Regions from separate parts of the Mus musculus genome. Here all the other regions are linked to region 2. A link is a contact called in public Hi-C, HiChIP or PLAC-seq and Micro-C data. All regions are on one chromosome and are shown on one strand. Each heading gives the region's core, a stretch centred on a gene start, on an enhancer-like site or on the middle of the called end of the contact. The rest is flanking DNA. Distances are from core to core; before and after follow the strand shown.

Region 1 (6,639 bases), core at 3,711-6,210, 130 kb before region 2:
ATTTGGGTGGAGGGTGGGTGTTTAGGAGATGTATTTGTGAGGCAGCCATGTCTGCAGTCATCTACCGATTATTCTAAGCACAAGAGTCTTAGAGCCTAAGGTGGTTTCACATTTATTTGCATGTGGCTTCCAACCTTCCCCCTCCCCCCACCAGCCTTCCATCATAGCTGTAGGAATGCTGACAACCGAAAGCTGATGATACAATCTTGTCCCTGCTTTCCATGAAGTGCACACTGTCCGGGCCATCCCCTCGGCTTAGATATGAATGAACACACTGCTCGTGTTTGGAGTCTGTTGGATGCTGAGGCAGGGAGAATCCTTTCTGTCCGAACAGCTCAGCTGTGATACCACTTACCCTGTGAGACTGGCTGGGAGCTTCCTTCAGAATTCAGGGACCATCGCTTCTCGGCCTTTTGGCTAAGATCAAGTGAAGAATTCAGGGACCAGAGTTGGAATTCAGTTCCATTTGCCCTGATTTTCACAAGTTTGGGGTATCATTTCAAATCACCACTTTTTTTTTTCCCTCGTCATTGTATTCCTGAAAACAGCAATGACTGAGTGTGTGACTAAGGCCACAGTTGCTAGACTAGTCTAGGCCACTAGACTGCTGGGCTCTGAAGTAGTTTGAGCTTGCAATAAGAGAAGTAGCACAAGTCCTGTATGCTTTCGTTTCTGCTCTGAGCAATTTGTCCTAACCCCTTTGCCAAATGAAGGCATTTCCCAGTCAACAGTGCAGAAAGATACTGTTTTGTTGTCATAGAAAAGACAGGGGTGGAGGCTTGGGGGACTGACTGAAGAGACCGCTCAGCGGTTAAGAGCATTGACTGCTGCTCTTCCAGAAGCCTCAAGTTCAATTCCCAGCAGTCACATGGTGACTCACAACCATCTGCAAAATGGGATCCCATGCTCTCTTCTGGTGTGTCTGAAGACAGCTACAGTGTACTCCTATAAATAAAATAAATAGCTGTTAAGAAATAATTAAAGTAAGACTTATAGGAGGCTGATAAAGTGGCTCAGCGAACAAAGGTGCCTTGAACTCAAGCCTCAGGATCCAGGAACTAGACGGGTGGATGGAGGGAACTGACTGTGACCCCAGGCTGTTGCCACACACACAGTTGGGCAGACTGCAAACAAACAAACAAACAAATGTAATAACAACAAATGTAACTTTTTTTGTTTGTTTGTTTTGTTTTGTTTTGTTTTGTTTTTCGAGACAGGGTTTCTCTGTGTAGCCCTGGCTGTCCTGGAACTCACTTTGTAGACCAGGCTGACCTCGAACTCAAAAATCTGCCTCCGCCTCCCAAACTCTGGGATTAAAGGCGTGCGCCACCACGCCTGGCACAACAAATGTAAAAGATCCACTGGCCTTGGGTTCTATTCTGAGCGCACACACACACACACACACACACACACACTTAAATAAACACTGGACTTGGTGTGGTGTGGGGGTCTGTTGTGGTCTGGCACATGCCTTTAATCCCAGCACTCAGGAGAGAGAAACAGGCTGATCTCTGAGTTCCAGGCCAGTCTGGTGGTCTAAATAGAGAAATACCTGGTCAGCCAAAACAACACAGGGAGACTCTGTCTCAAAATAAATAAAAGATAAAGAAATTGGTACAAGAAAGACAGCATATATGTATTAAGTCAGGGTGTTAATTATTTTAGTAAACCAAACCTACCTTACAACGGCAACCAAAAGAGGAAGCAATTGAAGCTACTTGATTTTTCTTTTCTGTGTTTTTTGAGACAAGGTTTCACTTTGTAACTTTGGCCAGCCTGGAACTGACTATGTGGATCAAGCTGTCATGGAACTCAGAATTTCCCCTGACTCCCATATACTGGGATTAAAGGTGTGTACTACCACGCCTGGCCCTCAGAAGCACTTGAAATGCTTTAAACTTGCTTGCATCTTGACTTAAGCAAGTGAAGTGGCTGAAGTTCACACAGGCACTAGGTCTGTGTCAGCTCCTGCTTTGAAGCCCTTCTCTAGAACACGGATCCTGATTATTGTGGGGTGAGGGCGTTGTCTGCTCGGGGACTTCTATGTCAGGTATGTTCCTCATTGAGTATCTGTTTGCTTCTTTGTGGGGGCCTTGACTTCCAGTCTGAACAGAGGTGATTATCAGGTGGGCGCTGCCAGCCAGGGTCGGGATTTGGTTGGCGTCCTCTAGAACAGGGTAATCTTACTTGGGGAGTTTGGAGGGATGCCACAAATCACCCTGCATATACACAGGGCAGCTCCCAGTCCCAGCTTCTGGCTCCCTTTACATGTTCATGCCCCAAGGCTAAGATTTTCATGCCTGTTTCCTGAATGGACGTTAAAAGCCGAGTGAGAGTCAAGATGAAAATAGTTGCTTCAAACTGTCAGTTGTCCTTGCAGTATTTTTTTCTTTGTTTTGATGGTGCTGGTGTTGGACCCCAGGGTCTTAAGCATCCTACTCAGACCTTCACGACTGAACCCCACTCTCAACTGGGTATACTTTTAGAAGTGTATATTTGCCCACTGGATCGTCCAGTGGGTAAAGGTGCCTGCTGCTTGCTGGCCTGGGTTTGTTTACCAGAACTCATATAAGTGAGAGAACTTGTTCCTATAAGCCGCCGACCTCTGGTTTCCATGTGTGTAGTAGTGTGCGCAAGCATGCACACACAAAAGGTAAACATTTCAAAGCATATATTTAATTATGTTATTAATTTTTGAGGCATGGTCTTGCTAGAAGTCCAGACTGGCATCAAGCTCGCTCTCCTGCCTCCATCTCCTGAACACTGGGATTGCGCTTGTGCACCAGGGTGACTGCCTAAAGATCTACAATCAGATTTTTTTGTTTTTGTTTTTGTTTTTTGGAACAGGGTCTCACGCTGCAGCCCCAATTAGCCTTGAATTCCATTTGTATATCAGGTTGTTCTTGAACTCACTAAGATAGCTACCTTTGGAATTAAAGGTGTGTGCTACCAACCCCTGATTTCTAAAAAAAATGGTGTGCTCTAATTTAAAACGTTTACTTTTTAAAAATCCTGTTGGGCGTGGTATAGAATGCCTTTAATTCCAGTGTTTATGAGTCAGAGGGTAGAGGATCTTTGAGTTTAAGACCAGCTTGGGGTATTATGATTCTAGGACTGCTTGGACAACTGAGAGACCCTGTCTCAAAAACAAATGATCAATGAAAGTCCTCCTGCTGGGTGCTTTCCTTTCTGTTGTATCCGAGCTGACTTCTTATCTACTTTAGAATTCTTTAAACATTTAAAATTCCTTAAAAGAAAGTTACACAGGTAAGGTTGGTGAAAGGGGTTTTGGGTACCTTGTGATATCCACGAGGGAGCATAATGCATTCTTTACGCCTTACCTTGTAGAATCACTGTCTTGCCCTAAGGGGGGAATACTTGAAGGACCTGTAAGGTTAGACCCCCGGGGCTTTCTGGGAAAGCATAAAAACCAGAGAAAGTTGTTCCAGATGGGTTGCTGGTAGCAAGAGGTTTTCCCCTCTGGGTGGGGTTGGGGAAAGGGCCATTCTAGGCAGACCAAACTGGAATGCACTGGGGTATGCTGGAGACTTCTCCCCCAGAGAGATCTTAAAGAGACTTCTCCCACAACTTCGATAAATAATTGGAGGCAGAAGCAATGAATTTTTTTTCTGACAGTTGGCTCTTACTGGGGGCTGGGCTTTGTTTGCAAGTGAAAGGGTTTCAATCGGAGTCGTTGAAATCACAATGGGGCCCGACCCTTCCACATCAAAGTGTAAAAGAATCCCTTGGGCTGATAAATGCGGGCTGCTCCACTCTTACTAGTAAACAAAGCTGTTGGATGGCCTTTAGGATTTTGTTGTGTTTTTTAATTAAAAGAAAACGGGGTTTCCTAGTGGTGAAAGCTGCCTGCTCCTGAAGGTTGGCTGTTCTTCCTGGAAGAACAACCTTTGTTAAAGTTGTTGGCAGACTGCAGTTACCTACGGATGCACACTGGTTCTCAACTCCTGGGAAGATGTCCCCTGCACAGGGTGGCCCTGCAGGGGTCCTTTTTGTCCTTAGTAAGACTAAGCCGAGTGGGATTTCTGAGTCCTGCTGTCCTTGGAAGATTGAGAGCTAAGATCATTTCTCTCCCCACCTAACCCCAACACCAGAAGATACACTCACATGCAAGGCACAGAGCTGAGCTCTAAAGAAAACTGTCACTATGTAAAAAGTGATCCAAAGGCAGCTGTAAAGTGTTCACTCAAAGACAGTAGATGGTGTTTTGATGTAGTTACAGGACTTTGTATGCGGTCAAAACCTTTAGCTTGTAGCTGAAAATATAGTTAGTATTTGGAACCATTTACTGTGCACAAAGCAACAGCACCAAGGTCACATTTTATGCTACTAACTGGGCCCTGAAGGCTAGGGATAACTCTCTGTAAAGTACACTGTCCCTCCTTAGGCTCCTCCAGCCTAGCCCTGCAGGACTCAAAGCTGGAGGTCAGAACATGTCTTTTGTGACTGCACAGCGCTGAGCGCGGGGCTAGCCCAGCACTGATCTCTTGAGAACTTTAAGGCTTTCTTCGATTTGCAAATACTTGGTAATAGACCTCTATCTGTGTCTATTAGCTGGAAGATTGGGGAAGGGAAAAGAGGTCACAGCTGGGCTGGCAGGGGAAAACACAGTCCAGCTGAAGTGTGCTCAACTATATTCAAGCCCTCCTCATCCACCTGAGAGGAAGAGTGGGTAACACCAGCTAGTTAGATATGCATGTCATTAGCTATGCACACCCAGTAGTGTTTAGAGCATTAGTGCCACAGGATAAAACAACTTTTCTTTGTAACAGGCTTCGGCTAAAACTGAGGACAAGTGCTGTACCACCGACCACTGTCTTGAGCCACTAATATTTACTCGAGAACTACTAATATTTAATGGGCACAGCCAGGCTCTGTGCTATATTTCTTAAACATCCCTCCCTTCTACCATCCCCCACCCCCCATGTTTCTTTCTTCCTCTTTTTTGCAGGGTTTCATTCTAGCTCTGACTGACCCCGGGGAGATAATATTTTCATTTCAATCTTACAACTCCTAATAGATTTACAATTTTGAAAACAGTAAACGAACAAATTAGCTGATTAATCTGTGGCAGACAGTCAAACTACCTTTCTAATTTTTATTGATAGATTTTGAAAAAGGATCTCACTCTAGCCCTAGAACTCACCAGCAATCCTCCTGCCTCAGTCTTCCAAGTGCTGGGATTAGAGGCATGAACCACCCACCATGCCTGGTTTAAGGTCTGTTGTTATTGGGCCCCTGAGACCTCAACTCAAGCCCAACTACACATTAGCTATTTAGGAACTAGGAACAGGAGAGAGGGAAACACTATGTGCCCTGGCTTGCCTCGGAGAGATTTGTGCTGGATCTTTCTGGAGCCAGCTGTCTTTTCTGACACTGTTAACTAGATAGCAGGTTGTTCCTAAGGGATCCACTTAGCAGGGCTACCACAGTTAGAGGTACCTTTCTTGCTGAAGGCACAAAGCTGATTACACGGGAGGGAGCTCAGGCGGCTAGCCATATGTCGGGAAAAGATTTGTTAGTATAAAATATAAGGGAGGAGGTGGCTCTTCTGCCTAGACTCTCCCAGAGCTGTACAGCTACACACACACACACACACACACACACACACAGAGAGAGAGAGAGAGAGAGAGAGAGAGAGAGAGTTTCACACTCATGAGGTGGTGTTTCCTAGAGTTATTGGGTCTGTGCAGCCCCACACAGGTGCCAGGTGGTGGCCTTGCAGCTCAATCAGTGTCCCAACGGTTACGCTTTGCAGCTGCTTCTCTTTAAGACTGTCAACATCCGGCAGAGACTTATTTAACTCTGGTGGCCTCTTGATGCCTGAGATAGAAAATCTCCTTAAGAATGGAGTACTGGGGCTGGTGAGATGGCTCAGTGGGTAAGAGCACCCGACTGCTCTTCCAAAGGTCTGGAGTTCAAATCCCAGCAACCACATGGTGGCTCACAACCACCCGTAATGAGTTCTGATGCCCTCTTCTGGTGTGTCTGAAGACAGCTACAGTGTACTTACATATAATAAATAAATAAATAATAAATCTTTAAAAAAAAAAAAAAAAAAAAAAAAGAATGGAGTACTGACTTCCGAGTGGGAACTAGTGTTTCAGAGGCAAGGGTGCAGAACAGGGCAAAAAATTACATTTAAAATTTTTCCCCCACTGGGCTGTGGTGGTGCTAGCCTGGTCTACAAAGTGAGTTCCAGTACAGCCAGGGCTACACAGAGAAATCCTGTCTTGAAATTCCTCCCCCGAGATGTGAAAAGCTGGCAGCATTATCCCCTCTAAATTGTTCCTTTATTTGTACAGTAAAAATAGGGTTAAATGTATGTGTGTGTGTGTGGGGGGGGGGGGCTTTAAATCCCAGCAGATTGAGGCCAACCAGGTCTGCATAGTAAGTTCCAGGACATCCAGAGCTTAGCCTTTCCCATGGCCCAGGTTTGCCTTGTTATCCCCACTGAAAAGTTCCTTTTGTACTTCAGCAAAATGTATGGAGAGAGGTAAGATCCATAAGGCAGGCTGGAGCGATGGCTCAGCGGTTAAGAGCACGGACTGCTCTTCCAAAGTTCCTCAGTTCAAATCCTAGCAACCACACGGTGGCTCACAACCATCCATAATGAGATCT
Region 2 (6,639 bases), core at 2,821-5,320:
ACACCCCACTATCATACACCTTCAGTCCAGACCATCTTCTAAGGTATCGTGACTTGATGAGGTTGAAGAAGATCTGTGACCTTCCCAGGCTACACCCCACCCACAGTAGACCAGGTTCACTTAGATGGGAAGTGAAGAATACACTCAGAATTCACACCTGCCCGTAAACACAGGCCTTTCCTTGAGACTTCAAGGTTACTACTGGAATACTCTCAAGTGTTTTTAAAAAGCCAGTTCTTTTTAATCCCTTCTAGAAAGAAAGTAGAATTTGCACATGTTCACCATGGAGGTGTGTTACGGCTCCCCCTGCCTCTCTTTCCTGCCAGCCATGCTTGTCTGTGTGCATTTGGAGATTAGTGGAGATGGGAGACCCATCTTTCCTTAGTGATGATGTCTGTGGTCCTTGTGGTAACATCAGGACTTTCTTGGTACCTTGGTTAAATCTACACAGGGTCTCTAGGTGAGTGCGATACCAGGTTTTTCAGGGCAAACTGTCTGTGATACTCCTTGGTCTTCTCAGCCTTCTCTCCTGGTTTGAATGAAGCCAGAAAATGGCTACCTTGTACATATCTGAGTATAGACCAAGACGGTGATCCAGCTAAGCCCTTTTCTTTATTGATATTCTGAAGCCAAGCCATGTCTGACTGAGTCGAAGTGTATGGTAGGTGGTCCCTAGCACAGTGGGGCTTGTGGGCTCATCAGGATCTTTTCTCCCACAGCCCTGCATCCCTTGCAGCCTGTTGGTTGTAAAATGGCTATGATCCTTGTGAGAGGTTCTGGCCTACTGAAGTTTTGCCAGAGCATGTGTACATCCTGCCAGCAGATCACTGTGCCCCTTGCCTGGACAGAATCAGCCAGTGTAGGAAGAACAGGCTGCCTCATTCTTTAATGGGTGGGTTTTCTCCTCAGTTTTATTTGTACCTTGAAAACCAATGCAGTTGGACAGGATCCGTTTGTGCCAGTTTGGTCTGTAGCTATTGCACTGCTGGTTTTCCCACAACACTGCACCTAGAGAGCATGAGCCTTGTCTGTCTTCTTCAGGGGAAAACCCCAGGGCTGTTCTGCGCTGCTTATTGTAAAACCCCGAAGACTCAAATTTTATACCATCTGCACAGTTCACTGTGTGCTTAAACTTACCAGAGGCAAATTTTCCCCTGAGGTGATTATTTTGGGAGGACTATAACATTAGCCCCTTTGAATATCTGATGTTCTTAAAACCATGGAAGAGCATCCACCTTATGGGGGGGGGCAGCATTTAATGAATGAATCTTCCATTTGCCACTACAAAGGGTGTGTGTGGCCCATCTGTCTGGGACACAAAGTAGAGGAACACAATAATGTTTTCTCTTTTGGAAAAAATTAAAATTAGATACATGTAAAAAACCCTGTTACTAAAACAGGTTGCCCTTGGTTAAGGTGCCTAGAGGGCAGACCACATGGCAGTAGGGAGGAGCAGGAGGGCCCAGCAAGTGCTTGCTAATGGTCCCTTACAAAGTGACATTTATTTTGTAGAGGTTCTGACAAATGTCTATCCATTCCCTGGACCACCACCACCCAGCCTCATCTGTAGGAAGTTTCAAACGGGCTCTTCCCCATCTTAATTGAAAATGTGCCTTTACTATGTTGATGTTAGGGACAGGACCTTAAGTCCTACGATTCCTGTTTGGTAACTTATAAAAGGACTTGTGCTCTTGAGCTGTGGTCTCTGATGCAGAAGATGAGAGATTCAGCTAGACGTATTTGTGCCTTTGCTGACCAAACATAAATTCTGAAGTTACGCTGTTTGTTTTGCTGTGGCTTTGAGTGGGTTCATGGGTTTTATATGTTTCCTTTCCTGCTTTGTGAAATTCGAGATGAGTTGGGCTTAAAAAATATTATATATATCTAAGATCTTTCCATACCTCTTACAGATTCTTTTTCTTCTTAATGACTTATTTCCCCCAACACTACGAAATGTCTTTGAAAATTTACCACTTCATCTGTTACCTTCTTCATCAATGGTTAGTATTTAAATCGCCTCAGAATGTTTTAGGGGCTCCTGTCTAAAACACAGAAGTGTAGGTTTTTCTCATTGAAGAATGAGCTATGGAGATGCGAGGATCAATTTTGATGCCCCCCTCCCCCTGCCTCTTTCCCCTGGTTTTGGCTCATTTGGAACTACTGGGCAAGAGGACTTTTCCTGTGGAAGGGAAGTGTAAGGACAGACGGGCATGTGTTGGGATTTTGGGATTTCTGCCAGGCGATCCTCCATATGCAGTCCAGTTTCCCACTTACTGAGAGCAGCTGTCTGGTAGCCGTGCCTCTTACTGATGCATTGACAAGCACCGCATCACCACATTTCTTTGAGCGACTGTAAAATTTCCTGGTTCCTTGGGGGTGAATCACACTCTGTTCTGTTCCGCTGTGCGTCAGACATCAGCAGTTACTGTGGTGGGCAGAGAAGTGCCTCTTTCCCTACCTAAGAGGGAGCCAGAGGACAGGAAGGAAGCGTAGAGCTCTCTGCAAGCCTGTATATTGCTATATTTGTCCCCATAGGACACCGGATTGAGGCTGGCGGCAGGCAAGCCGGGCTGCACTGTTGAGCTGGGGCGGGGGGAGGGGGGCAGAGGCTGACCTAAGGAAGATGAACTCACTTTGCTTAGATGTTTTAGCAATGCTCAGTACAGGCAGTATTACGTTTGCCTTTCATTCAGGCCATGACATGTATTGCTAAGAACACTGCACATCTCATGATATCGCGGGTACACTGTTCGTGGTGGGGTGTGTCCATGTGTGTCCCGAATTTTAATTTTTTTCTGAATGTGATCATGCTTTGGATGATACCTGAGCAGGGTTGCCTTTTTTTTTTAATTTATTACCATTATATATTATATTATATATTATATATTTTCTTTCTTAAAATGTTAGAAGTCAAATCTTGGTATTAAAATTGCTTTAAAAAGGAGTATGTTGTCAAGGTGATAATGAGAATCACTGGTCTGCCTTTAATGAGTTTTTCTTTATCATGGAATAATGTGCCAGCTCTGATCAGCACAGTGGTTTTGTGTGCAGGCTGGGGAAGCAGCCAGGCTCCCGGTGAAGATGCGCAGTGCAAATACGGGGAGCACCACAGATGTAAAAATCAGCATCAGCAGTGGAACGGCACCCCTGGGGCTTCTGTGAATGGGGTTCATCTGCCTCATGGGAGACTCTGAAAGGGGGCAGACGTGATCTGTGAGAGTTTTTTTTAAAAGAAACTGCAAAAGATCTTTCCAAAGATGATGTGCCACAGATCTTTTGTTTTTCTCTGTAACAAGGACTAAGTGCTGTCTTAGAAAAGGTAATTGACTTGTTCATCTTCACAATCTTTCCTTTCCACAAGATCAAACTGTAGGGAAAAAAAAGGATATTTAATAAAAATTTAGAGAAATGATTGGAGTTGAGCCTGTGGCTTTTATTTTGTTCAAATGAGAGGATTCTTGTTTGTTGAGCCAGGGTCTTTCTGGAGCTGACCTCACAAGAGTGAAATGTGAACTGCCCTTCAAATATGCACTGGGGCTTTCTGTGAAACTCAGAGTTAAAACACGATTCTTTAGGATTGACTTCAAAACTGATGGGCAGACAGACCATCCATACTCTATGGGAGGAGTTGATGCTTGCCTTAGAAATACCAGGCTTGCTTTAGTAACCGAGCAGGCACTGGGTAAGTGGCATCCGAGGAGTCCGGGAGCTCTAGGCTTGTCCAGGGCGATGCTAGGGCCCCAGGGTCCTTATCAGTATTTATACCTGTATCTGAAGGCACACAGTCCGCACACACATGCACTGATCAGTGACACAGGCGCTTTGCCATGGTGTGTGACACCCTTCAAAGGACAAACTGCTTATTTCCTTCTCTCCTTTCCTGAGGCCACCTGCTCACCTGCACATGTCCTTTCCCCGGGGCCTAGGAGCCTGTGGCAGCTGACACTGGGTCTCCACATTCACACTGTCTAGGTCAACTTTAGGACACTACTACACTGTTGTGAAGAGACCCTGGTGCTCCCTGCACGTCTGCGATTCAGGACACTGGTGCAGATGCCTCTCCTGAAAGGGTGTGGCGGGTCTGAGGCAGCAGGGCAGTCTCCGCCCTTCCCTCTCCACAGGCTTCAGCCACTCCACCTGTGTAAACCCTTACACCACTAAGGCCTTGGGGCGGAAGGTGGATGAAATCAGGAGCAGCCTTTTAGTGTTGACTTTAATGAACCTCCAGAGATTAGAGAGGGCTCAGGGACAGTGAGTGGGATGGCTCAGTAGGTGACGACGGCACTTGCCACTAGGCCTGACAGCCTGAGTTCAGATCTCTGGGTTTCACATGGTGGAGAAAACACATAAGTGGTTCTGTTCCCCGCCCCCACCCCACCCAAATAAACTTTTTAATTAAAGCCACCAGCCTAGTTTCTGAGGTAATAATGTGGTGAAGAGAAAGAATATTTTAAACCTGGGCTCATGTTGTTCTTAGTATGCTAACAGACAGGAAATACAAATTTTAACCAGCCAGTTTTGAAGCTAGGCTTCTCCTTAGGGCTAGGTTTCCCAGATGTAATGTGTACAACTGGACACTAGATGGCAACCGTTTCTTTTGGTATTAACCACAGTGACCCTTCACACCATGTTGAAAGAATTTAACCAAAGGTAATGATGACACCAGAGGTTGAAAGGAATGTGCAGAACTAGAAAACTTTGTGTTTCTGTGGGAATATAATGATGTGGCCTCTTTGCACAACAGTGTAGTAGTGTCCTAAAGTTAAAACCCAGTTCAACCCCAGAAATTCTTAGAAGTGGGGGAGTTGGGGGGAGCATCAACATTCACAGAAAAGCTGGGCCGCTTCCTGGGTCAATGGGAGTGTCCAGCAGACAGGGCAGCCCCTGTCTGTTGCCTTGAGGACAGCGGCCAGTGTCTCACAAGGACTTTGAGAGCAAACTCTGTAGCACCACAGCAAGGAGACACAAGAACTCTGTGTCCCATCATGCCCCGCGCCTGTTTTGTTCTCTGGCCTTGAGCTTGTGCTCATGTTCACAAAATAAAAACCAGCAGGCAGAAAGCAAGAATAGCACTGTGAGGAAAAGTGAGCCACTGGATACTTGGATTATCAGCTACTAAAGGAGTGTGAGTGTGTGTGTGTGTGTGTGTGTGTGTGTGTCAGTATGAATGTGTGTATGTGTATATGTAAGAGTGTATGAATGGCTGTGTAGGGGTGTGTGTGAGTGTGTATATGTGTGTGTGTGTGTGTGTTAATGTATATGCATGTGCATATGTAAGAGTATGAATGTGTGTGTGTGTGTGTGTGTGTGTGTGTGTGTAGTGCCCCCCAAGCATTAAAGAAAAATCAAAGCATTCAGCAAAAAAAGCCAAGAGCAGGCAAGATGGCTCAGTGCGTGAAGACACCTCCTGTCAAGCCTGTGCCCATATGGCAGAGAAAGAACTGGTGCCTGCAAGCTGTCTTCTAATCTCCATGCCCCTGCTATATGCACATGCACACACACACACACACACACACACACACACACACAACACATTCCCTGGGAAAGGAAGAAAAGAGGGGAATAAAATAACATGGAATTGAAAGAACACCCGTGGCCCACAGCTGCAGTGCTCAGAAGAGAAAAGCCTAAATCTGTGTCACAAACTGTACTAACTGTGCTAGCAGGACACACTCAAGGAAAGCCATGTCTACACATACCATGAAACACTGCACCACGACAGAGGCAGACTTTAAAAAACTTCAGATGTGCAGGGGACAGGAAGAGCAGGGTCCACAGAGGTCCATTAGTGCTCAAGGGAAACAAGGCACCAACAGAGTGCAAGTTACTCCTGGGTTCCCACAAAAAGCGCGACCTAGAATGGGAGCTGGCAGGGTAGTAAGGGCAAACAAACAAGCCTGAAGCAAGATTCCACAGCAGCACACCACCAAAGTAACTTCAGGAAAAACAGAAAATGGTCTGGGTAGAAACATCTCACTTGCAAAAAAAGGTCCGGATCCAAGAAACTGTGCGAGGGAAGAAAGGGCACAAATGGCAGTGTAGGCACCCATGGAAGACATCCAGATCGACCATCGGGAAATGGGAATGGCTGGAGGGAAAGCAAGCCACTTTATAAGACCGGGGCATGGACAGTTTGGTGTGGTGCTGCATGCCTCTACAGCACTGGGGATGCTGAGTCAGGAGGATTGCAGCAGGTTTAAGGCTACCCTGAGCTACATAGTGAACTCAAGGCCAACCTAAGCTACATAGCAATGCCTTCTCAAAAAACCCAAATATTAAAAGTGGTTCTGGAACAATAGTGATGATATTGGCGATATTTCTGAATTCTTTTAACACCACATGCGGCAGAAGCATTGAAGATACAAAATCCTTTAAAGGCTCTCAGAACCACAGCATCCCACTGTGTGAACCGCGTTCAATGGACTGACTGACTCTCCAGACCAGGGAACGGAGCTCCAGGGCTCACAACAACTTGAGAAAACCGGTTGGAAATGGTACAGTTCTGCCTCATTCAACAGCAGGTGAGAACAAGAGAGGAGATCTGAAACAGCTCTTGGGCACCACAGATACTAAGTAACCAGCCTAAGACTGCGCATGCACCACTGATACTTAAGTAACCACCCTAAGACTGCGCATGCA
Region 3 (6,227 bases), core at 1,073-3,572, 190 kb after region 2:
CAGGCTGGCCTCAGACTTGGAGAGATATATCTATCTCCGCCTCTGGAGTGCTGGAATTAAGGGTGTGCACCACCATGCCCAGTTTGGTATTTATTTTTTAAATACAAAAATTTTTGAGACAAAGTTTTGTATGTAGCCAGGCTGGCTTTGAACTTCTGATCCTTCTGCCCCAGCTTCCAGAGAGCTGGAATTTACATTCATAAACTACTAGGGTCTGCTTTCAAATGCACATTGAACTGATATTCCTAGAAAAATGTCACAACTACATTAATATTCTATAGGGTTGATTAACTGATTAGAAATCAATGACTGTGAAGAGTTGGAATGTTGCAGGTCTAGAGTCAAAATATCTAAATAGCTATTTACTGCCTTCCTTGTGACTATTATATAAATCCCATTTTAATGCATAAACAGACTCTATCCCAAAGAAGATCAGATAACATCTGAGGTCTTTATCAGAGATTTCACTAATTTGCTGCAACTTGGGCTTACCTGATGTTTCCACTCATGTATTTAAAATGTCTTAATTTAGGATTTTGTTCTATTGCTATTGCTATTGAAACTTTATAACATGATATCTGGGGTAACCAAAATCTGTGTTCCTGGGACCAGAGGAATTCATATTTTGCTCCAGAAGAAACTAAGATCCTTTAAGGTGTGAACTATGCTTTTTTATATCAACAATACTTTAAGAAAAATGCTATCTGAAAGAGCTGCCAAAGACAATGCCTGGGCTACAGAGACAGCTCAGCAGTTAAGAGCACTGGCTTGCTTCTCTTCCAGAGGACCTGGGTTCAAATCCTAGCACCTATATGGTAGTGCACAGTCGCCTGTAACTCCAGTCTTGAGGAATCTAAAGTTCTCTTCTGGACTATACGGGCACTAAAGACTTGGGGTGCACAGATACTCAGGCAAAACCCCTGTCCATCCACATAAGTAAGTAAATCTTAAAACAAAACAAAACAAAACCAAACCAAAACCACTAGCCTGTTTGAGGATACTAGTTAAAGTCACAAGGAAAGATTTTTATTGGCTACTGCTGCCGTAGGAAAGCCTACATTATGAACTGGGTTCTAGTTTCATTAAAAAAAAAAACCAAAATAAAAAAAAAAGAATAGGGATCTTGAAGGCCGGGGAATGGTGCTGAAGGATCTAAGGTGTTCGTGTGTGTGTGTGTGTGTGTAGAAACAAACGTGTTTCTTATGACAGGAGCAGTGGAGCAAGCTGAAAACAACCATCTCTGGAAGGGGCTGGAGCCCAAGGTGATTTATCTTCCTGAGTGCTCGCTCACACCTCAACGACATGTCTACCACATCTCCAGGAAACTGTGGGGTGGTAGGCTTATGCCCCAAAGTGCAGAGAAAGAAAATATAATCTTTACTTTGCTCCAGGGATCTGCCTATCTGTCACCAGGTTTGGGCAGGGGTGGGGAGGAAATTTCCCATACTTTTAGTTTTTCTAAGCGGGCATTTTAAGGGGTGTAGTATAGTCACGAAGGCAACGCCCTGAAGTGTTACTGTGCAGTCCTTTTTTCTTGCTGTCCCATCCCAAGAGTGCTGTGGATTTCAGGATACTGTTAGTATTTGATTGGCCTGGCTTTAAGAGCCAACGCCATACGGTGTGTTTTGCAAGGCCCAAAGTTGATGATAGGCTTAGAATATGTCTCATCAACAATTAAACGAATGAAACCTGGAGTGCAAGCCGCGATGCACGCCTGGCTTTACCACTTTCAATCTGGCTAACTTTAGTCCTTCGTTCGTTATTATCCAGACCGCGTGCCACTTTCACAGCTTGTCTGTAAGTTTTGGCTTTGGGGTTCGAAAGTGGGAAACCGAGGCCGGCTTTCCTTTTGGACAAGAGGTTTATCAGAGTCACCAACACCACGGACAGCACCGTGAAGGGGGCTCTGGGGAGCCCAGGCTGCGTTCCAGGGTTGGGGGATTCCCTCCTTAAGGGTTAGGGGTCACGTGACTGGCCTGATCACGTGACCGGCGGGACGCCCACATTTTGTTGTTCACAGGCGGTCTCTGAATCCGGTATGCGGGCAAGTTTCGAAAAGCAAGTTACTTGGCTTCTGGAAACCAAACCAAGGTGTTTCAAGACTCGTCACTGACTCATCCTACGTCTTCTCAAACCTCGCATGGCTCACGTGACTCCTCCGTACGGCCCTCCTCTCCTGGAAGCACGTGGTCGCCCCTGACCCTCCTTCCGCTCAGCCTCAGGGTTCTGGGTCTCCGCGTCCTGCCGCGCCGCGGCACTCCAGTTCGCCTGCGCAGACGGAGAGGCCTGGCACACAGGTTAGTTTGCGGCGTGGCCGTAAAGCGCGGTCGCGCGTCGGGTACGTCGTGGGGCTGCTGGCGCCGCCGGCCAGCGGCGCTGGGGGAGCGCGGCCGGGTCCTAGTGCCCGCTGGCTGCAGGTTCGGGGCTCAAGGCGGGGCTCCGGGCGAGGCCGGCCACCTCCGAACCCTCGCGGGCCGCGCGCCAGGCGCCAGGCGCCGATGGCCGGCCGCTCCCTGGGGCAGGCGGTAGCCACCGTGTCGCTCTCGGTGGCCCTCGCGTCAGTGACTGTCCGGTCCTCAGCCTGCCGCGCCGTCCCCGCACCCAGGTACCCCGATTCTAGGACGGGCTGCGGTTCCGAGACCTCGGGTGGACCTGCGATCCCCTCCTTCCTTTTCCAGAGGTTATGTAGGCTGTGCTGAAGTACTGGATTTTGGGAAGCCAATAGCAAGGACCCTTCTCGATCTCTGACTTTTTAATTTGCCCATCCAGATAAGGCGCCAACGCTAATTCATAGATCACCAGAGTTTGAAGAGCATTTATGGTGTGTTGCTCCGTGCTAGAGGTGATACCGAGTCCATATAATGGAATATACTGTTAATATATACTGTTAATCTGAGTAGCAGACAGTGTTTTCTGTGCGCTGGAAGGCGCTGATTATTGGCTTTTGGGTAGACTGGAGATGAAGTGTGCGCACAAGTGCCTCAGTACTGGGAACCTCGTTCTTTCCCTTCTCTCCTGGGCGAGGTGGCCGCAACTTTATTTCCTAGTGACTTGGAAAGTTTGTAAGTTTGGTTCTGTTAAGTTCTCTGACACCAGTGTCTTCCTTAAAACACATACCACCCACGCCTCAAGCTTGACTTTTATCTAGGAGGCAAACTCACCAAGCTTTCGGTTCCGAAGAGGAAAGAGGTTAGTTCCCTGGCAATTTGGGCTCCGTGTGAGACCGAGTTTGGAATTTCTGTGGGCTTCCCAAACAGGAGTGACATATTCCTTCACCTCATTGAAAATAGAATTACTTCTGCTGTGGTTTGTAGGCCCCACGGTGCCATCCCCTTTCTGCTTTCCTGACAGTGCTTAAAACCCCTCAATCAGAGTGTCCTCTTTCTGCTGGTGTGGGTTAACACCCTTTATACACCTTCTTCAGTGGGGCTTGCTGAGGGGAGAACTTCCTGCTCTCTGGAAGTCACTAATGGCATTTTTGTTGGTTGTTACCAGAACAACGAAAAGCTCATTGGTGATTTCTAGCACGACAGGGAAAGGAACACTTAAAGAAGTATATCCAGAACTGAAACTGCTTATTCCAAAGAAAAACCCAAAGCTAAGTCAACAAGTGTTTGTTGAGTGCCTGCTGGTCTAGACAGATGATTGTAAAACATCTGTCGAGAAACAAAAGACGTGTAACTTCAAGAGTTTTGTGACTACAGTTTTCTTTAGGAGCTTGGCCCCTCATCCACTGATCACCTTCCATGCCCATGTTTATGTAGGTAGCACTAATTAGACTATCTTAAAAGGCTATCTAAAAGGAAACAGAAGGAGCCAGAAGAGGGGGCTGGAGAGATAGCTCAGCAGTTAAGAGCTCGAATGGACTGGAAGATGATCCCTGTTCATTCTTGGTTGCCAGGTCAGGTGTAAACTCCTGCTCCATTGTCAGCTCTGCGCCCCTGTGCAGGACCCATGCATGAACACACACATGTAATCAAAAATAAAATATAAAAATGTAGGAGAACATGACTGATGGGGTGGAAAGCTGGGAGGAGTTGGGAGGCGGATATGATCAAAATACGTTTATGTGTATGTATTCACTCCTATCTCCAGTGTGATACACCTATATGTATAGAATTTTCTAAAAATAAGTGAATAAAAACATATTAAAAACAATTTTGTGACTAACAATGGAGGGAAATCCAGGGCACAGGAGTTAGAATTTTGTAGTTAGAATTTGTGATTTACGTAGTTTCAAAGATCTTTATTAGTAAAACCTGGAAAGTCAGGTTTCCGTTTCTCAACAGGTTTTGTCAGTGACATAAGTTTGTTCATGTGCTCACATGTAACATGTGTGACCCAAAAATTAAGCTGAGGTGCAACAGGAAATATTAGAATTATTTCCAAAGCAAGGATTTGTGTGGGTCAGTTGAGTGGGCAGTATTGCCAGCACTTAGGAGAGTGACTTGCAGGCGTACACTTACCTCTTATAAATTATGGTATTGAAGATTTTCTTCAGTTCATAGCAGCATGCAGCTATTGGATTCCTTTCCTTTCCTCTCCCTTCTTTTCTTCTCTCTCTCTCTCTTTCTTTCTTTCTTTCTTTCTTCTTTTTTTTTTTTTTTGTTTGTTTGTTTGTTTTTCAAGACAGGGTTTCTCTGTGTAGCCCTGGCTGTCCTGGAACTCACTCTGTAGACCAGGCTGGCCTCGAACTCAGAAATCTGCCTGCCTCTACCTCCCGAGTGCTGGGATTAAAGACGTGCGCCACCATGCCCGGCTTTCTTTTCTCTCTTTCTTCCCTTCCCTTCCCTTCCCTTCCCTCCCCTCCCCTCCCCTCCCCTCCCCTCCCCTCCCCCCCCTCCTCTCCCTTTCCTTTCCTTCCTTTCCTTCTTGCCAGTCTTAGGAACTGGTCTTTGCTTTGTAAGATGCATTTTAATAATTTCCTAGTTCCTTTCTGTTGATGGCACAGTCCTGTAATTCAATAAAAAAGATTTAGGCTCTGATTATGTACATAGTAAGTATTCTTGTTCCAGTAGCCAGCGTGGTCCCATAATGGACAGCAGACGTGAGTGGATTAGCATTCCTCTGTGGGGAAGATGCATAGTCTGATTATATTTTGCTATTTATTTTTTAAAAATATTTATGGGTGTTGTGTGTGTGTGTGTGTGTGTGTGTGTGTGTGTGCGCACCTATGCGGTGCCCAGAAGACGATGCTGGTGACTTATTACTCACCGTCTGCCTACTCCTTTGAGGAAGATTCTCTCCTTGAACCTGGGGCTTGTGTCTTTTTGGCTAGGCTGGATCCTTGGGGTCAGAGGTGTGTGTGGGACTCCTGGCTTCTTACATCGGTACTGGGCTCTGAGCTCTAGTCCCTAGTAATTGGCTAAGTAGCTGTCCAAGCAGAAGTGTCATCTCTCCAGCTAATTTTGACAAATACATGTGTTATACACACTTAGGTTTGAGTGAGGAAGACTTTCCTTTTTCAAAGAATTTGTAACTTGGATTTCCAGATCTAGAGCAGCTGAAGCAAGCTTGTCCTCAGATGGGAAAATAGTGAAAACCTACCACTTTCATTTGTTTGTGAGGCAGCCTTCCTGAGCAGGCCAGGCTGGCTTTGATCTGGTGGCTTGTCCAGGGATTGTAACTTTCACTTTACTTAACAAGTCATCTGTCCTACCTCACACTTGCTCCCAGCCTCTTAGGGCCTTGGGCCTGCCTTGTGGATGCAGGGCGCATGCAAATGAAGCAGCAGGGTTTTGAGAGTCTCTCAATGAGATGACAGCAAACAGCTTGCCTTAGAGGTCAGAGGCCTTGGATACCCTGGAGCTGGAGTTATAGGTGGTTGTGAGCTGTGTGGCTTAGGTGTTGGGAATCACACTTGGGTCCTCTGGAAGAGCAGTACACACATGCAATCGTCATTGCCGTGTTATTTTCTGATTTTTACAGGGTTTTGAAATTGACAAATGTTTCTGGATCTTTGAACTAGGTTCTTTAATTCATATGCTTTTGGAATGTCTATAAGATGTTTATCTTTTTTTTTTTTCCTTTCCTTAGAAACACATTTCCAACCTGTGGGTTCCACCTTAACGCCAACATCATGTCTGGTTCTAATGGTGCCAAAGAGAATTCCCACAACAAGGCCCGGACTTCTCCTTACCCAGGTTCAAAAGTCGAGCGAAGTCAGGTTCCGAATGAGAAGGTGGGCTGGCTCGTTGAGTGGCAGGACTACAACCCAGTGGAGTACA
Region 4 (7,028 bases), core at 3,332-5,831, 150 kb after region 2:
TTCTTCTTCTTCTTCTCCTTCTCCTTCCTTCTCCTTCCTTCTCCCTCTTCTTCTTCTTCTTCTTCTTCTTCTTCTTCTTCTTCTTCTTCTTCTTCTTCTTCTCCTTATTCTTCTTCTCCTTCTTCTTCTTCTTTCTTTTTAACGTTTAAAGGAGAACTGACAGAAATCTTTTAATAATTCTTTCAAGAACAGATGGCAAGGAAGCTTCCTGTTTTGTTTCATGTTGGGTCTCAGTATTTAAGCCCAAGCTGGTCTTTAATTTGTGATAATGAGCGTAATGTGCACTAAAATTAGAGGCATGAGTCACCACACTTGGCTTACTGCCTGCTACCTTGAACTGTTACCTAGCTAAGTTCTGGAAACCGTGAGGCCAACCAATCACAGGCGTGAATCTCCAAAACTGTGGACAAAAATAAACGTTTTCTCTGTGTATGTTGATTATCACCAGTATTTTGCCAGAGTGACAAAAAGATGACCAGCTGCAGAGTTGTTATATAAAGTAGAAGCAGAAGAAACTGGAAGACAGGGGCAGGCAGGAAGGGCAGAGGCTCATGTCATCTTTGCTTCATAGCGAGCTGAATTCAGCTTTGGCTGTATGAAATTAGAGGGAGAAGGAGAGAGAGGGAGGAGGGAGGGAGGAGGGAGAGAGAGAGAGAGAGAGAGAGAGAGAGAGAGAGAGAGAGAGAGGAAGAGAAAGAGTCAAAGAGACACTGAGAGGCAGAGGTAGAGACAGATTATCAAACCATGGCTGGAGGATCAAAGCTGGCATGCAGGATCAGATCAGAGAATAAAGGCAAACAGAAAGAACCGGGGACTGATTTTGGTATTTAGCAGGTGAATATTTTGAAATAACCCTATTGCTATCCAAGCTTATTTAATAAAAATAATTCTTAGTTCTCAAGAACTTAATCAGGGGGCATGACAATATTTAATTCCCATAAATTCAGACTACAGTGAACTCTTGCCTTTATGGAAACCTGGCTTCTTTGCAGTGTGTTACATGTGTAAACACAAGTGATAGACGACATATGAGTGCCCTTAGGGGTGGATTTAAGCACCAACGGTCATCTGGGACACATTTCAAATTCGTCCACTTAGAAGCCGTTCCAGTTTCTTCAGAGAGAAATCTGGCTCTGGGTAACTGGGTCTGAGATTCCTTTCTGCTACTCATGGGGAATAACTGTAAGCCTCAGACGACTCACCTATCGGATAGCTAGACAGCATCTACCCCAGTGCTCCAGATGTAAGAAAAAGACTGTTTGGTGATCAGCTGGGGCACACACTGCTAGTCTCTAATTATTTCTCCTCGGGATACCTGTGCTCCAGCAGAGGGCGCTCTTGCCTTGTCCAGCCATGTCCTGGGGCAATAGCTTTAAAATGTAGTACCAGGTTTTAACAAATGAAAGATCACCTGTTTTTTATTTTATTTTATTTTTTAAAAACGAATGCCAATATGCTATTTCAGCATCTAAATCCTGAGACAGAGAGGAAGCAGCAAGGGGTATTTTGGTATGGCTGCTCCCCAACTCCAGCCTGACCTGTCGTTTCTTCAGGGTTAAGTTAGGGCTTCATAGTTCATACAGACAGAGTTAAGAACTGGCTTTCTGAACAGATTGTCTTGCCTTTTGTTGTGTGTTTCTTCTGTTGTTGTTGGAGACAGATCTTACTTTGTTGCCTATGCTGGTGTGAAATTTAGCCTCCAGAGTGCTGGGATCATGGGTGGTGCTAGAAAACCTAGGTTTAGTCTTACTTTTATTTTCTAACAAAATTGTAGCTTAACATAGATTCTTTTGGGGTGAGGTCTTGTGACACTAAGAACTTCTGCCCAGAAAAGTTACCAAGTAAAGACAGATGGTGGCTGAGGAATGGGACACAATCCTAGCTTGCTGTACATCCGACAGAAGACTAATATCTAGACGGTACAAAGAACTTAAAAAACTAAAATTTCAAGATACCAAGTCCATGCAATAAATGGGTTAAAGAAGAGATATTTCTGAAAAGATAGAAGTCAAATGGCCAATAAACATGAAAAAAATAATTGCTCAGTTTCAGCAGCCATCAGAGAGATGCACACCAGCTACACTGAGGTTCCCGCCTCCCCCAGTCGGATTGGCTGAGTTTCAAAAACAACTCAGAGCTCAGGTGAGGTCCTGTCAGTCATTCAGAATGCAAATTCAAGCTCCTCCTCTCCTCACACAGGCGCTGGTGAGAATGTACAGGAGAAGACAGACGCTTGGCATGGTGATCTACCATAAGACCCAGCTAGACTACTCCTAAGATGACACGTGGCAATGTTTATCACAGCTCTACTTACCGGAGCTAAGGGATAGAACCAACTTAGGCATCCAGCAACGTGTGTGTGTGTGTGTGTGTGTGTGTGTGTGTGTGTGTGTTAACGAAGGTATGGTATATGCACACTGAAATGTTCTCAGCCGTAAAGACCAAGTTGCAGTGTTTACAGGGAAATGTGAATTGAGCCAGTCTCAGAAAGACAAATGTGCTCTCACTCATCTGTGAGTCCCCAGGATGTAGATAGATGCATACAATTGTGTATGTGCATAAGGCACGATGAAAGTACAAGCAAGGGCCAGAGAGATGACTCAGGCAGTGAAGGGCTTGCTGTGCAGGTATGGTGATGTGAGTTCCATCCCTGGAACCCAGGAAAACTGTAAAAAGCCAGGAGAAGGGGAGAAGACAGAGACAGAGAGAGAGAGAGATAGACAGAGACAAACAGAGACACAAAGAGACAGATAGAGACAGAGACAGAGAGAGAGACAGAGACACAGAAAGACAGAGACACAGAGGTAGACAGAGACGACAGATAGAGACAGAGACAGACAGAGAGACACAGGAAATGTAAAGTGTCTGTTACAAATTCAAGTAGTAACAATGAATACATTATTCTTATGTATTTTTTAACATCCTGTAAAAATGTGTCAGCCGGGCAGTGGTGGCGCACACCTTTGATCCCAGCACTTGGGAGACAGAGGCAGGAGGATTTCTGAATTCGAGGACAGCCTGGTCTACAAAGTGAGTTCCAGGACAGCCAGGGCTACACAGAGAAACCCTGTCTCGAAAAACAAAACAAAACAAAACATGTGTCTATATTTATTAATAACATCACAAATTCCCTCTGTAAGGTAGACATCAGAGCTATGATTTTATTAGGAAACCTAGTTGATTTGACTCGATGCTATTGATTCTTATCAGCCATTTTCCTGTAAATATATACTTCAGGATTCTTAGCATCACACACAATTCTCTTAGTAACTAGAAGACAGGGAGGTTCTTTGATTTTCTGTGTTGGAATCCATTGACTGACAATGCAAGGTTTCCTTAGTAACTTCTAACCACACTGTAAATCACCATGATGAATTTTACATTTCTAGCTTTGTGGCAATCTGTTATTAGCGTAGACTGTAGAAGTGTACAAATTTTTGTAAAATGTTACTAGCTCACTATCACTTGCATATTGCTTTGTAAAAACTTAGTGGTTTCAAAATGATTAAAGAAACAAGACAGAGGTTCCTAGGTTAAAAAATTTTTTAAAAGAAAGAAAATATTATATATTATTTAATATAATACCATGAACAATGACTACACACCAATGGAAAAACTAAAGAGAAAAAATCTTATACTACTATCAGACTTCGATGGTTCATGGCTTAAGCGTGATCTTTTATCTCTACAATGGTTATACATTCTGTACACACTGTTTCAAATGTTACGTTTGGTCTTTTCCTGGCTGATATGGGTAGATTAAGTGTAGAAGGAGAGAGACCTAACACCTCACAGAACTTAATGGCCGTGGGGGAGCACTTGGGAAAACTTCATGCAGCCAATGGGACATGTAAAGGGGGTCTCAGGCACAGGAAGGGCTATTCGATATTTGCTTTAAAATTCTGAGGCTTCCTAGACAAGTAAGCAGATACCATGAGACTGACAAGCGCCCACAGCAGTTGTGTGAGCTAATGATTACTATGCATACAAAGACTCTCCACCTCGGGAGTTGGCGGTGTTTAAAAGGTAAACAGCAAGGAGCTGATACCCTCTGGTAAACTGTAAGCTGGTGCTGTCCTGCTGGAGGGGCACTGTGGCGGAACAGCCACACAGCATCACCGGAATCACCCCACGTGGCTTTTGACCAGGGATCCAGGCGCCCTCCTCCTCACCACTACCCTACCCCAACCAAGCAATGTAAATCATCGCTGGGGTTCAGGAGCCCAGATTTTGTCCCAAGCACTCCAGGAGACAAAAAATGTGTATGTGAGTCTGAAACTGCTGATCGGGGTTGAAGGAACAAAGGAAAGATTAACCAGTCGTTGTCGTTACCCTGTCATTCAGGTCTGCATTTACAGCTGTGACCTCCGGTCTTTCTCTCCTTGTTTCCCCACCTGTTTTCCCACAAGCATCAGGACCTGAAAGCATCAGGTATCAGGCGGTTCAGGGATTAATCTCTTTAGGAAGTCCACAGAGCGAAATCCCTGCAAGCACCTGTGCTCCCAGCTTACTCTGGTCTCACCCTGGGCCAGCTTACTTGGTGCTTGGGTTCTTGATGAAGCCGGTGTTTATGAAGTTGGGGCAGAGGCACGATGTTCGCACTCCTGTTCGTCCCAAGGCAGCCAGCTCATCAGTCAAGGCTCTGTGGAAGCCAACGGCAGCAAACTTGCTGGAGCTGAAAGGAAGGAGTTCACAAATGAATGCAAGAATAGTGGGGTGCTGCAGTTAGGTGAGCTCCTCCCACCAGCAGCGTGGGGGATGGGGGGAGCCCTGAATCACAGGCCTGGTGTAGCTTTGGCGGGCAGAGCTTCATTCCTAAGTACACGAAAACTTCAAGCACGCGGCACAGAACATTTCCTACGTGTTGAGTCCTTAACCAGGTGGATTTCTGTGCACTGAAGAGAAGACCTGAAACCTACGGAGTGTTTGCTTTGATTGTTGCTGTTTCCAGAAAATCCAGCGTCGCCGTAATCTGTTTATTAGTTATTCTAAAATGGTGGTGGAATGCAAGCGGAAGTTCTTCTGTACACATCCGTTCTTCTCTAAGTCACAGCTTAGTTCCTCAGAGTCCTATCTTACCCCCAACCCCACCTTCATTACACAATACTCTTAAGTTTTCTCGGATAGAATATTTCAGATTTGTAATGCATGCGTGTGCCTGTGGGTGTGTGGGTGTGTCAGTGTGTGGTGGGGGTGTAGTATGTATGTATTTGGGTAAAGATAAGATTTTAAGATTGGTGTTTTCCATTAATGCCTTCATTTTATTTTTGGAGACAGGGTCTCTCACTGAACCTGAAGCTTGCCCACTGGCTACGCTGCCTGGCCAGGAAGCCCCAGGGATAGTTCTTTCTCTGCCCTGAGATTGCTGGGTCATAGGCATATGTTGCTAGGTTTGGGGGGATTTGAACTCAGTCCCTATGTGTGGCCAGCCCAGCACTTTACTGACTGACTAACCCCCGAGCTCTTTGCTTACACTTTTATTATAATCTCTATGACTCTCCTGGGCACAAATGAGTTTCCAAGGCCTTGCCCAGGGCTTGCCTCTTAGCGGGCACTCAGTAAATATTTGTCATAAATGAATCACAGTGCAAAGCAATTCTTACAAAAGCCTCTTCACTTGGAAGTATTCTGAAACTACTCTAGATGAACTTTTATTTTTCTAGGTAGCTAAATTTAAAAAGAGCTTTATTGAAATATTAAGTCATATTAACTCAGTTCACCTTCTGAAGGTATATAATTCAGTCATTTGCTGGTATTTTACATTACTAACTAAAAAAAAGTCATAAGATACATGTAACATAAAATCTGTCACTCGAGTGTATAGTCTGGTGATATTAATTACCAGATAGTTTTATGTTTCTAAATCTTTATGAATTAGAAATTAGATAAAGTGTCTATACATTCTTGCCAATCTCATTGTACTCTAAAAAACATAAAATTGTGGAAAGTATTCTTTTCTATATATAGATATGTTTGTTTGAGATGGGGTTTCTCTGTGTAGCCCTGGCTGTCTGGAATTCACTCTGTAGACCAGAGATCTTCCTGCTTCTGCCTCCAGAGTGCCAGAATTAAAGGTGTGTGCCCCGCCCGGCTCTTTTTCATTTTTTTAAGCTTAGAAATACATTGAAGCTGTAAATGAAATATTATTGGTTTCAATAATAGCATGGAAAGTTTCTGTACACTGACAAACATCAGAAACTAAAGTGATGGCATCTAAAATCATTGGCGTAGGACAGAACCTGCTCACGGTTAATCAGATGGTTCATTTTTATTTAAGCCTCCCAACGATTCTAAGATGTAGGTTATTATGAGTGTTGTTTACTGAAACAGGAATTGAGGTTCGAAAAGCAAAGTAAAGTTTGGTAGACTAAAGGAAAGTAGAAGAAAGCCCACAAGATAAATGCCAACAGAGACAGACATAAAAACATGCTCACTTGTTAACACACATAGTAGCATTTTCCTCTAATATGTAATGGTCAAATAACATGAAAATTGGTATTTTCTCAGTTTGTCTTTCAACATACAGGCAGATTTCATCATATATAACTGAGCATAGCAACCTTTAAAGTCTGGATCTGAACTTTTTTAAAAAGTGAGATAAAACAAAACTAAAAACTAACTACGGCTTCCTGTTTTCCAGAGCCCGGGTTACACTGTTCATTTCTGGAAGACAGTTTGACAAGAGCATGAAGTTCGTTAAAGTGGAGTCAAATTCACCATGCCCTACTCTGTGATTGAGAGTCATGTGCAAATGTTTGCACCAAGAAACTGTCAACTGGGCTTCCAGATATTAATGTTGGGGGAAATCTCATGAAAGTAAATAGTGGAGAACATTTAAAATGGCTGTGACGGGCAGCATTAGATCTCCCTGTTCTGGTCACACCACAGTCACCAAGCTGCCAAATCCAGTGATTAGATCCAAGTTGGTTGAGATCCCAGAGCCTAGAACTTGCTTGTGTGAAGGCGCTTTGGGGGAAATGATGGTCTTGCTGAACTTGAGGTTTAAAGAGGTGAGTTGACCTGCTGGA

What was found. Hi-C and Micro-C count contacts between places; a contact is called where the count stands out from the background. HiChIP or PLAC-seq counts read pairs in DNA pulled down with a chosen protein or histone mark.
Region 1: a contact with region 2 is called in an H3K27ac HiChIP or PLAC-seq map of embryonic stem cells, with 11 read pairs. The contact joins two enhancer-like sites. A contact is called at or near these places in 1 of 15 datasets of contacts at CTCF or cohesin (CD8 T cells) and 5 of 115 datasets of contacts at active chromatin or transcription factors (double positive thymocytes, embryonic stem cells, extraembryonic endoderm stem cells and 1 more).
Region 3: a Hi-C map of cerebral cortex shows a contact between it and region 2, with 3 times the contacts expected there. The contact joins the promoter of Nudt9 here to the enhancer-like site in region 2. A contact is called at or near these places in 10 of 39 promoter capture datasets (the 3T3-L1 cell line, the C10 cell line, embryonic stem cells and 5 more), 27 of 484 Hi-C or Micro-C datasets (the CH12 cell line, the G1E-ER4 cell line, the N1E-115 cell line and 16 more), 2 of 115 datasets of contacts at active chromatin or transcription factors (both in embryonic stem cells) and 1 of 9 other capture datasets (embryonic stem cells).
Region 4: a Micro-C map of embryonic stem cells shows a contact between it and region 2, with 2.5 times the contacts expected there. The contact joins two enhancer-like sites. A contact is called at or near these places in 13 of 484 Hi-C or Micro-C datasets (the G1E-ER4 cell line, the N1E-115 cell line, Sertoli cells and 6 more).

The regions. Positions count from the first base shown.
Region 1 is chr5:103,721,016-103,727,654 of GRCm38.p6, forward strand. It overlaps a transcript of Aff1 not described here. Among named protein-coding and RNA genes, the nearest start is that of Aff1, 30 kb to the right of the region's middle. Within about 2 kb of position 4,961, at least 84 of the 459 cell types and tissues checked have an H3K27ac peak or open chromatin away from gene starts, as enhancers often do. A contact at or near this core is called in embryonic stem cells, where this site is marked.
Region 2 is chr5:103,851,906-103,858,544 of GRCm38.p6, forward strand. It overlaps Aff1 (AF4/FMR2 family, member 1), which reads left to right. Exons shown (of 20, transcript NM_133919.4): 20 at 1-3,417. Among named protein-coding and RNA genes, the nearest start is that of Gm42139, 30 kb to the right of the region's middle. Within about 2 kb of position 4,071, at least 119 of the 459 cell types and tissues checked have an H3K27ac peak or open chromatin away from gene starts, as enhancers often do. A contact at or near this core is called in the CH12 cell line, Sertoli cells, cerebellum and 8 more, where this site is marked.
Region 3 is chr5:104,044,542-104,050,768 of GRCm38.p6, forward strand. It overlaps Nudt9 (nudix (nucleoside diphosphate linked moiety X)-type motif 9), which reads left to right and starts at 2,323. Exons shown (of 8, transcript NM_028794.4): 1 at 2,323-2,605; 2 at 6,037-6,227. The coding sequence starts at 2,499. Mir5619 (microRNA 5619) reads left to right here and starts at 3,462; the gene lies at 3,462-3,522.
Region 4 is chr5:103,998,635-104,005,662 of GRCm38.p6, forward strand. It overlaps Hsd17b11 (hydroxysteroid (17-beta) dehydrogenase 11), which reads right to left. Exons shown (of 7, transcript NM_053262.3): 5 at 4,538-4,675. Among named protein-coding and RNA genes, the nearest start is that of Hsd17b11, 20 kb to the right of the region's middle. Within about 2 kb of position 4,582, at least 41 of the 459 cell types and tissues checked have an H3K27ac peak or open chromatin away from gene starts, as enhancers often do. A contact at or near this core is called in embryonic stem cells, where this site is marked.